Regions from separate parts of the Callithrix jacchus genome. Here region 1 is linked to region 2. Evidence: chromatin contacts called from public Hi-C data. All regions are on one chromosome and are shown on one strand. The core of a region is the stretch at or near the end of the contact, and the rest is flanking DNA. Distances in the headings are between cores, read along the strand shown. Region 1 has its middle 100 kb from the start of SYNJ1. Region 2 holds the start of EVA1C (eva-1 homolog C).

What was found. A called contact is a pair of places that touch in the nucleus more often than the background predicts.
Region 1: a contact with region 2 is called in a Hi-C map of induced pluripotent stem cells, with 2.5 times the contacts expected there. The contact joins the enhancer-like site here to the promoter of EVA1C in region 2. A contact is called at or near these places in 2 of 3 Hi-C or Micro-C datasets (induced pluripotent stem cells and skeletal muscle).

What each region holds. Positions count from the first base shown.
Region 1 is chr21:38,692,846-38,698,112 of calJac240_pri, reverse strand. It overlaps CFAP298. Among named protein-coding and RNA genes, the nearest start is that of SYNJ1, 100 kb to the left of the region's middle. Within about 2 kb of position 2,867, at least 2 of the 16 cell types and tissues checked have an H3K27ac peak or open chromatin away from gene starts, as enhancers often do.
Region 2 is chr21:38,563,261-38,568,190 of calJac240_pri, reverse strand. It overlaps EVA1C (eva-1 homolog C), which reads right to left and starts at 2,964. Exons shown (of 9, transcript XM_078358452.1): 1 at 2,511-2,964.

The DNA of each region.
Region 1 (5,267 bases), core at 1,618-4,117, 130 kb before region 2:
TATGTAGAACTCCTCTCTGGGTCACTTCACTTCTTCCCTTTGCCTGTGTACTTCTCAAAGTACTCTTTATCCTTTGCCCTCTTCCTCCCTTGGCATCTTATCTACTCTGCCAAATGCATATTCCACCCTCTGCAGATAGCTGAAGCTTCCATCCTTTCCCCCGACATCTTGCTTCACTTGCAACCTGAATTTCCAGCTGGTTGCGAGATGGTTCTATCTGAACACTGGTCAGCACTTTGAAGTCCAGTTTTCTAGAAATGAGCTCTTTGCTTCCTCCCTTCTCTCCCTCTGAGTTTTGTCCCTGAGAATCAGCACCTCCTACGAGCTTCTCTGTTTCCAGTGAGAGAACTACAGTGTCTTGGTTTTATAGGCAAATCCTCAGTGTCATCTTCAACACTTCCTCATTCTGTCACCCTAGGTTTGAAGTGGGGTCCTGTACTGTCTGCTTCCATGATGCCTCTTAAATCTCCACAGCTCTGGCTTTCTTTAAGGCTCCCCTGTAGCCTTTTGCATTCGGATGCCCACTAGGGTCCTGACAGTCAATTCAATTCCATTCTGACACTAACTACTCAGACATAGTGCAGACCCCACAGGTCAAGGGCCAGTCCTTCAATTCTGACACTGACTGCCTGGAGTTAGCATCAGACCCCACAAGTTAAAGAGCAAGATCACCAGCAAGACTCCCCTTATTTCAGACTCCAGCTGCAGATGAGGTCCCCAAGCTGCCATACATGTGTCCAGCTTGACTGCAAAATTGGAGCTTCCCATAACACCCCCATTGATGTGCATCATCCAGCACATCAGCGTCTTCACCAGTCAGGAAGCTTCACTGAGCCGTAACATCCAGGATTTTTGTGGAGTTTTTGTTCAGTAGGCATGATTGGTTAAACCACTGGCCATGTGTTTGATGCCAACCTGTAGCCCCTGGAGGTGGAGGAAGGGGCTGAGGCTGAAAGCTCCAACCCTCTAATCACGTGCTTGGTCTCCCTGGCATGGCCAGCCCCTTCCTTGAAACCAAGTTACTATATTAGCACAAACTCGCGTATAGTGAGAAGGAGCTCGTTATAAATAACCAGACACTCCTGTCACTCAGGAAATTCCAAGAGTTTTGGAGCTCTGTGCCTGGAACTGAGTAACAAAGACCAGATATATTTGCTATTTATCACACGGTTCTCTGTATTCTTCAGAGCCTACTACCTGGTCTCCCTCCAGTTAGGTATGTTCTTTTTTTTTTTTCTCTTCCTTTTTTTTTTTTTAATTTGAGACAGGGTCTTGCTCTGTTGCCCAGGCTGGAGTCCAGTGGCATGATTTTAGTTCATCTAACCTCCACCTTCCGGGTTCAAGCAGTTCTCCTGCCTCAGCCTCCTGAGTAGCTGGGATTACAGGTGCCTGCCACCACATCCAGCTAATGGTATTTTTAGTAGAGACAGGGTTTCACCATGTTGGCCAGGCTGGTCTCAAACTGCTGACCTCAGGTGATTCGCCCGTCTCTGCCTCCCAAAATGCTGGGATTATGTAAGGCATGAGCCACCGTACTTGGCCAACTAGGTCTGTTCTATACCAACTACAAGATAAATCTCTCAGCATTACCACTCCTTCCCAGAAAAGGCAGTCAACTGCCCTTGCCTAACAGAGGAAATGTGAATTCCTCAGCCTGGCTTTTGTGGCCATTCAAAAACAAACTCCAGCACAGCCAGCTGGAGCTGGCCTCATCTTCTCCTCTCCTTCCTGCTCCAGCCGAGGGGCTGGCGCCTGCTTTTCTTTGTTTCAGCTTGTCCTGAAGCACCCTGCTGCCGTCTCCACCCCTTCCATCCGTCTGCACGTCGAGGTCCACCTGCAGTGCCTGCTCCCTCTGCCGCTCTTGATCCTCGCTCCCATCTGTGCTCTATAATGTAGGCCGCGGTGTGCTTGGCTCAGTCCCTAAAATAGATAGTAGTCACTTTGGGAGCAAGAACTGTTTGATTTCTTTTTGTTGCTCTGGAAGTCTCTGGCAGGGGTCTTGTACAAGATCTTGGTTGAGTTTACTGTATTTACTAGCCACACTGTGATAACAATGACTTTCTGCAGAAACAAGTGGAAGCCGGTATCTGTGTTACCATGGAGATGGTGAAGGATGCCTTGGACCAGCTGCGAGGCGCAGTGATGATTGTTTATCCCATGGGGTTGCCACCGTATGATCCCATCCGGATGGAATTTGAAAATAAGGAAGATTTGTCAGGAACGCAGGTATGTAGTTCTTGGGTGGGCACTCAGGAGGGTGAGTTCATAGCCCCCCAAAAGCCCTTCGGATTAGATGCCCCTCTTCTGGATGTAGTGTGTAGCTCCCTACACAGCTTTCAGGTTTGTTATGCCCCGCTTCAGAGCAGAGTTCTGAATTCAGGAGTGGCCCCTGACAGTGTGGTACTCATGGGTGAGAGCTTTGGTTCCCCATACACAGGAGGCAGTGGACACAGTTGGTGAGGCTGCCCTTCAGGAGTAACTGAAAACGTTTCTGCTGTCTTTGGCCACTAAGAAGCCAGCTACCCAATTTCTTCCTATTTCTACCCAAATGCATCCGTCCCTTTGCATGGAAGTTTGTGTTTCTAGTCTTCCCTATTGCTTCATGTTATTTTCTGACCCCTATGTTCCATTTTCCTTGGGTTTTCTCACTTCTTTTCCTGTTGGACAATATTCTTTGTCTAAGCCATCTTAAATAAATGGAATACGCAGAGGTACACAGGCAGCCCCATTATACCTCGATTTAAACACCCAGCATGATGCCAGTGTCCTTCCCTGGCAGTGGCCTACAGATCTAAGACGAACTGTGCAGATCAAGGTGCAAAAAAGATAGGGTTTCCTTGTTGCCCAGAGGAGGAAGTTAACTGAGTCAGGGCATAAATGGAAATTTAACAGGGAAGGTACTGAAATGAGCCAGGACTTTGAGTGAGGTGGGGCTGTCAGGCCCTTCCATGGTGAGCACAGGGAGAAATCTGTCCCCTGCCCCCTGCTGAAACGGCTCAGCGGGGCTCTGCCCCCCAGGTGGGAACACACAGTAAAGCCAGTTCTTACGATTGGCCCCAGGCAGGGCTCAGCGTCATTAAAGAGTCAGAGGCTCAGCTGTGGTGGGCAGCCAAGGAGCTGAGAAGAACAAAGAAGCTTTCAGACTACGTGGGGAAAAATGAAAAAACCAAAATTATCACCAAGATTCAGCAAGTAAGTGCTTTCGCTTTAACATGTCAGTATTTTTTGTTATTTCCCTTCAAACTGATAAAAATGTGCAGTGAATCTGAAAGATTTAAACTACTGGCACAAATATTTTAATCCTATTGGCTCGAATTTAAACTGAAAATATCCTCTTTCTGCACATGTGGACTGACTGGCAATATCTAGAGTTTGTTTTAATATGCGGGGGAGAGGAAAGATACTATGTTAATTTCAACCTTAAAAATAGGGCTGCAAGTAAACAAATATTTTCCTTGAAATGTAAAGTTTAGCCCGACACTGATTCCAGGCTTTTTCAAACTGCGGATGCTCTGTACGGGAGGAGGAGGAAAGGCTGGAGACCTTTGAAGGACATCATGTAGCTCTGTCTACCTGCAGTGCCTCCTACGTCACCAGGCTGTGATTTTGGGGAAATGGGGCTGTCCACCCTCTGTAGATCCAGAGTCTGTGGTTCTGAGTGTCCTCCCTTTCCCACTGGACCTGCCTGCAGTGTCTGTCTTGGGAATGACGGAGACAGAGATAGCTTTGTGCAGCCTTTGGTCTCCACACAGTGAGTCCAGGGCTCAGGGCTGCTCCAGATCAAGCCTTCCCTTGATGATTCACTTCAGCTGACTAGACCTGGGGACCTGTTTATTTTTAGTAGTTGGCAAAGGCAATTGTAAAACATTTGTTGTAACTTTAAGGATTGTCTCTGTAAGAACACCTTAATCCACAATTTGCTCTGCTCTGCTCTTTGCAGAGAGGACATGGCGCTCCAGCCCGAGAGCCCATCATCAGCAGCGAGGAGCAGAAGCAGCTGATGCTGTACTATCACAGGAGGCAAGAAGAGCTCAAGGTAGCGGGGGCAGGTGGGCTCTTCGCAGAGCTGGCGCCCAGGCATAGCCTGCATGCCTTACCTGGAGCTGGTGAGGAGCGGCGAGCTCTACAGGGTGTCGGGAGGAGTCTTTCTAGAGCTTCTGTCTGCAGGGTTGTCAGGGTTCTGCCAGGTGTCCCCCAGCATTAGACTTGGACGTGTCCTGCTTCTGGAAGGCAGGGAGAGGGGAGGTCAGTCGCAAACTCTTTCTGCAGTCTCTTTATGTGCAAAACACTTTCCTGAAATGCCTGCCTGAGTAAAACATATTTATTTCCAGAGATTAGAAGAAAATGATGACGACGCCTGTTTAAACTCTCCATGGGCGGATAACACTGCTTTGAAAAGACATTTTCATGGAGTAAAAGACATAAAGTGGAGACCAAAATGAAGTTCACCAGCTGATGACACTTCTGAAAAGATGAGCTCACCTTTCTCCTGGACACAATAGTTACAATTTAAAAAGCCACTTAGCACTCTCTGTAAAAGATGTTAAATCTAGTTTTCTTTAGTGTGAATTTTTAAAACGGCAGTTATTCAAGGTTTTAGAACTTAATAAATACGTAGTCGGAAGAAAATGTGTAAATCATTTGTTTCAGGACAGCTATTTAGTATGTGAGGGTTTTCTTTGATAAAATACTAAACTTTTTTTCCTCCTGATTGTTTTGTATTCTCGTGACAACTGGTTGTATTGGAGGAAAGCTGATGACCAGCAGTGACCACTAGAGGCCGCCAGCCGCTCAGCGAGCCTTTTTCTCTGGGCCCTCTTCGTAGATGTATTGGAGGCCGGACGCCCAGCCTTGCTGGAGAGAGAGACTTCTCTCACCCTGCGGCGGGGTCTAACTAGCCAGGCGTCTCCCAGTCTTGAAGGTGAAGTTTGCCTCCTAGTTGATGCCTGTCAGGCCTTGTATTCTGGGAGGGAAAGCTACACCTGTGATGGAAGTTGAGTAGCAAACTCATCCGACCTTGGAACTTAAATTCGTCTGCAGTTTCCCAGCTTCTCAAGTCTCCTTCATCAGAATAGATCCTGGAAACAAATCTAGATTCTGTGAAGGGTGATGTCTCCCCGTGGATGCAGGTATGACTGTGGGCTCAGCTTCATAGGCGGCTCAGTGACCAACCGTGGGATGAACAGGGTTGCCATCATCCTGGGTGTCTAGGATGCCTTTGAGTTTCAAGACTCTTAACTCATCATGACTGCAAACCATCCAAGTAG
Region 2 (4,930 bases), core at 1,715-4,214:
CAGGAAAAGGCTCAAGGAAGAGCTGCAAAGAAGAGAAAGGCATAAGGAACTTTCCAAAACTCTGCACTGCTAATCTCCTGGGGGGAGAGGAGGGGTTATATTGTACAGACAATGGCTGGGACCCCTGACATTCTAGCACTTTCTTTCACATGGATACACCATCCTCCCTCCTCTTTCACAAGGCAGAGGGATCCCAAGTTTCCTCTATCCTTTGCTCGTTTTTGATGCTCCCCTTATTTAGAAAAACAGGCAAGTATCTGCATTGTCACTTTTCTGTAGCCCTGGTTATTGTGATCAGGCTCTGTGGGGGAGGATCCACTGCCTCTTTCCAGGCCTCAGATTTGGTTTCTATGCACTCCTTCAAGTTCATAAAAAGGAACAGGACCGACTGTCCCAGGAACACAGGCAGCAAGCTTTGAGGCTGCAGGGGGTTCACGTCAGATAAAACACTGAACCGAGCGATCCGATGGCCATCTTTGGAGCTTAGGAATTTGGGGGGGGTTCCCTAAAACCTTTAGGTTAAATTTCAAGTCAAATGAGCTAATTTTGGTAAACAATCTTTCTCCCTGAGATTTTTCTAACATTTCCCCAACCTCACACAATATAGAATTAATGTTTAAACAAGTACATCAGTGGTTTGGGAGGACGTTATATTTCTTTTCTTCTCCCCAAAAGGCTTCCTGACACATTCTCCCTAATCTTCAGATCTCTAGAGAGCATCACTGCTGGTTGTAGATAGTCATCACCACCTACTGCTGGCTCCGGGAGTTTGAAAACCTGGAATTCAAGTTTGCAGGGAAAGCAGAAGGAAATGCCTTTTATGGTTTATACTATTTAGAATGACATGTATCCAATCATTCATTTTACTAAGGATATAGCCTCCCTGTTTGATAGCTCAACTCCACTGTATGTAACAGTTGCTAGATACAGACAATTCCAAACTTGGGTGGTAATCTATAGACTGTTACAAGTATTGCAATTGCTTCCCTAAAGCAACAAAACTCTAAGGGTCTCTATTCTGTGAAAACAATCTAATGGTTACACTGCAGTTTGCCTAAAGCAATATTTGTTCTGTTGCAATGACATCACACACAGAAAAACCTTTTCAGTTTTCAATTCTTTCCTTAGAAATCAGAGCTAGATGGTGGCTGAACTTAGAACTGCTTTCCATAGCTCGAGTCAGCTAACACAGAGCTTTTCTAGCAGCCACGAAAGTTCTAGTACAAAAAAAAAAAAAAAAAGGTTAATAGCACTTGAAAAGCCTGATGTATTTCCCCAGAACACTTACCACGGAGTTCTGATCCTGGGATGCCTGATTTTAAGGGCCATAGGTGGCTTGCCAAATAGGCATATCTTGGTTTCCTTTGCCAGGCAGGAATACTGCCTTGATATTACATATTCAAAGCAAAGAACCTCTGACCTAAGGGCTCTCCACTAACAATGACATTCTCTGTTAAGTAAACTAGAAACCCAACTCAACTTCTGCTTTGCCCTTGTTCTTGCTGTGTACTAGTCTACTGCACAAAAAGGACTGAGGAGAACTCAGTTTACCACGATTATTTTCCAAAAGACCCTGCGCTGCAGGGCCCAATAGGAACTGGTTGTGCAAAGCCTGAACTTGGCAGAAGATCCCTGGAGAAGGAGGACTGTGGGCCTCGGAGCTGCTTCCTGAGCTGGGCTGGGGAAGGCTGAAGGCTTCCAGCCTTGCCAGGGGGAGATCCAGGGCTGTTTCAGCTGCAAGGTTGTGTTACCTTAAGCAATTGCAGCGCCAACATAAGCATGTACTCCTATGGCTATGTCAATCTAGAAATCCCTTTCACTCTGGGGCGTCAGTCACACATGTCAGCTTAGAACTATCTGATACCTGCTGCCGGAGCCTGGGTCACGGTTCCCGAAAAGAAAAGCCTCCTAGTTTACTCGGGAGCAGGAAACTGGAATTGGAGAGGGAGGGCGCTGGTACACTTTGACAGAGAGACTCATTTCTCTTATCTAAGTGTCTCCTCATCCCTCACTGCCTTTCCACCAGACCGCCAGTCCCCGCGGGCTTCCCTTCCTACCTGCCAATATGGACCTGAGGTCAGGGGTCTCCTGGGTTAGTCTCCTTACATGGGCAAACGGGCGACGCAAGTGGCAAACCCAGTGCAACGCCTCCGACCACAACACGTGTATTTTACGGCGCTGGGCGCGGCACAGGGCTCAGTTTAAGGGGCCTCCCGAGAACCGGCTTGGATAAGGACCGGGTCCCTAATGCTAGGAAACTGACGAGGTCAACAGCAGGGCGAGAAACTCTAAATACATTACACACCCTTCCTTCTTGGAAGTAGCAGTCCCTGTCGCCACTTCACTCTCAGCTACCTATATGCCTAGGGCTCACACCAGACAAGTATCTGTGAGCACGCCTCAACTTCAATCCTACACAGCCGTCCCCGTAGGGACGGCTGCCCCCAGGCGAGGGCTCACCTGGGCGCTGCGCGGTGCCGGGGGCGCACAGCCAGGGAGGGCGCTCTTACCAGAGAAGTCGGTGAGCGCTGAGATCTCTTTGGAGCAGACCAGCACAGTGCAGTAGAAGAGGCGCAGGAGCTGCCCCGGCGGCTCTACCTGCCTGCGGAGGCCGGGATGCTGAGCGGGCTGGGGCGCCGGCGGCGGGCGCGCGGGTCCCGGCAGAAGCATGGTGCGCGGCGTGGAGGGGCGCGGGCCCAGGCCGGGGACGCGCGGGGGGTCGCAGGGCTAAGGACTGCGTCACATGGCGGGGCGAATCTATGGCCAGCGACTCCGCGGCCCCCCGCCGACTCCCGGCCCAGGCTGCCCGAGCCTCCTCCCCTTCGCGGGCCAGCCCAGGCGCCCCAGCAAAGGGGAGGGGGCGGAGAACTGGGGCGGGGCGAGGAGCCCCGAAAAGGATCCGCGTAGTTTCCCCGAGAGGAAATCTCCGCTGCCGCCGTGCGGGAGGAAGCGAGGGGGGAAAGCGCAGCCTTAGCGCACCCCGCCGCTGTCCTGGCCGGTCCCTGGCGCGTTGCCCGCCGCGGAGGGCGCCCTCCGTAGCGCGTCCCAGGCCGCGCACCTTGAGCACCTTCCACGCCCGGGAGACAGCCGGGCACCCGTGGCCCTGCCCGCGCTGGCCCGGTGCCAGCCTCGCCCTGGCGGCAGAAGGAGCGCGGCCGGTGCCCGTGACGCACTTTGGAGCCAGCGCCGCGCGTGCAGCTGGGGCGCCCCCGGGGCGGGGCCGATCTGGGTCCGCGGGAAGGTGGGGTCCTGGAGGCGTGGGATCGCAGTGCTACCATCCCCGCCGCGCGCAGCGTGCGGTCACCCAGCACGCACAGTTATCGCCATTTCACAGAAGAGGAGACTGAGCCCCGGCGCGGTGCCCAAGCTCTCGCAGCCAGGACGGCGACGAGCTGGAGGTATCAAAACCAGTCATATGGCTCTGGAGCCGGGCTCTTTTGCTCCGGCTCGGCTTGCCTTGGGTACTGGTTGTCCGCAGCGCTGGGGGATCTGACACTGGACCGGCGCAAACAGCCGCCGGGCGCTAATAATTGGGCTTTGTTTTAAAGTGGGCCACAGCATCTTTCTGAATCTCTAGACTGTGCGCCGGGTGACCCACGTTTGGATGCCCGGCCAGTGGCCTGCGTGGCCCCAACTCAACGGTATCGAGGACAAGTGCTGGGTGCGGGCACCTGGGGCCCGGCGACCCAAACCCCACGAACTGCGCGGGGCCTGCGGGAGGGAGGAGGCCCGGGCGGGCGGGCTGGCGCTAGGCACACAGTGTTCCCGAACACCGCGGGAGGGCCTGCCAAGTTCGCGGCGGGCGTGACGCGGAAACGTAGATAATGAGGCCCAGGGCGGGGCCGGACGCACTGCCTGGCGGGCTCCAGAGATGCGAACGCCTCAGACTGTGGCTGGGAGGCCTGGAGAAAGTAAATGAGCCTGAGGGCCCCCGTGGGACCCTCTCAGAGGTGGACCGCAAAGATCCCGGAAGCGTGGATGGCATTAGGTACCAGCAGGGGCTGGGTCACCGAATTGGGATCTCAGCCCCTTCTTCCAGTCTGGGGAAAGATGTGTTAAATGCTAAACATCATTGTTTATCAAGTAAGGCCCAGTCTGCCAGGCATAATGATTTTTAAAATCTACATTAAAATGTTAAATAGAAACTCAACCTCCACAATATCCTTTGAACACAAATATTAGTGTGTGCTCTCTAGGTTAGGGAAACTGAGGCTGGGAGTGTGGGTAAGGATGCCCAGTACTTAGGAACCACAAGGTAAGTAACGTTTGTCCAAAACTCAGGTCCCTTCTGTACTTTCCATTCTATCTGTTCATTCGTCCAGTTTAGACATGAATTGGTATCAGCGTGTGCCAGGTTCTGTGCTAGTGACCAGCAGTGTTGGTACAGGAAGCAACCACACTCCCCGAGTCCTGGGAGTGGGCAGCACTGCCCTGTGGGTCTGCACTGGCTTCCAAATGACCAAAAGGGCAATGTTACTGACTGCGACAGCATCCCCAGCCTTTCCTATCTGGTTAAGCAGAGACTCGAACTGATACTTGCACACCAATATCCGTTGCAGCATTATTTATGATGGCGAAAAGATGGAAGCAAATCCAGTGGATGAATGCATTCAGTTATTGTTACAGCAGGGAAGACAGACATTGGACAGTAATGCCCTGTGAACAGTCAGGAAAGACAGGAATCATGGGAGCAGAAGCCAGTAATGGAGGAGCTGAGCCGGAGGGAGGAAGGGAGATGTTCAGAGCATTTTAAGGCAAGTTGGACGAGAAAGATGGATGAGTCGGCCAAGCAGAAACTAGCAAAACCCGGTTGCTGGGGGAGGGTGAACATTTTAGAAAAAGGGACCAGCATGTTGAAACCCAAAAGGAGCGTGGTTCTCTCGAAGGATGGGGAAAAGTCTAGACAGCTGGAGCAGAGCAAAGGAAAGAG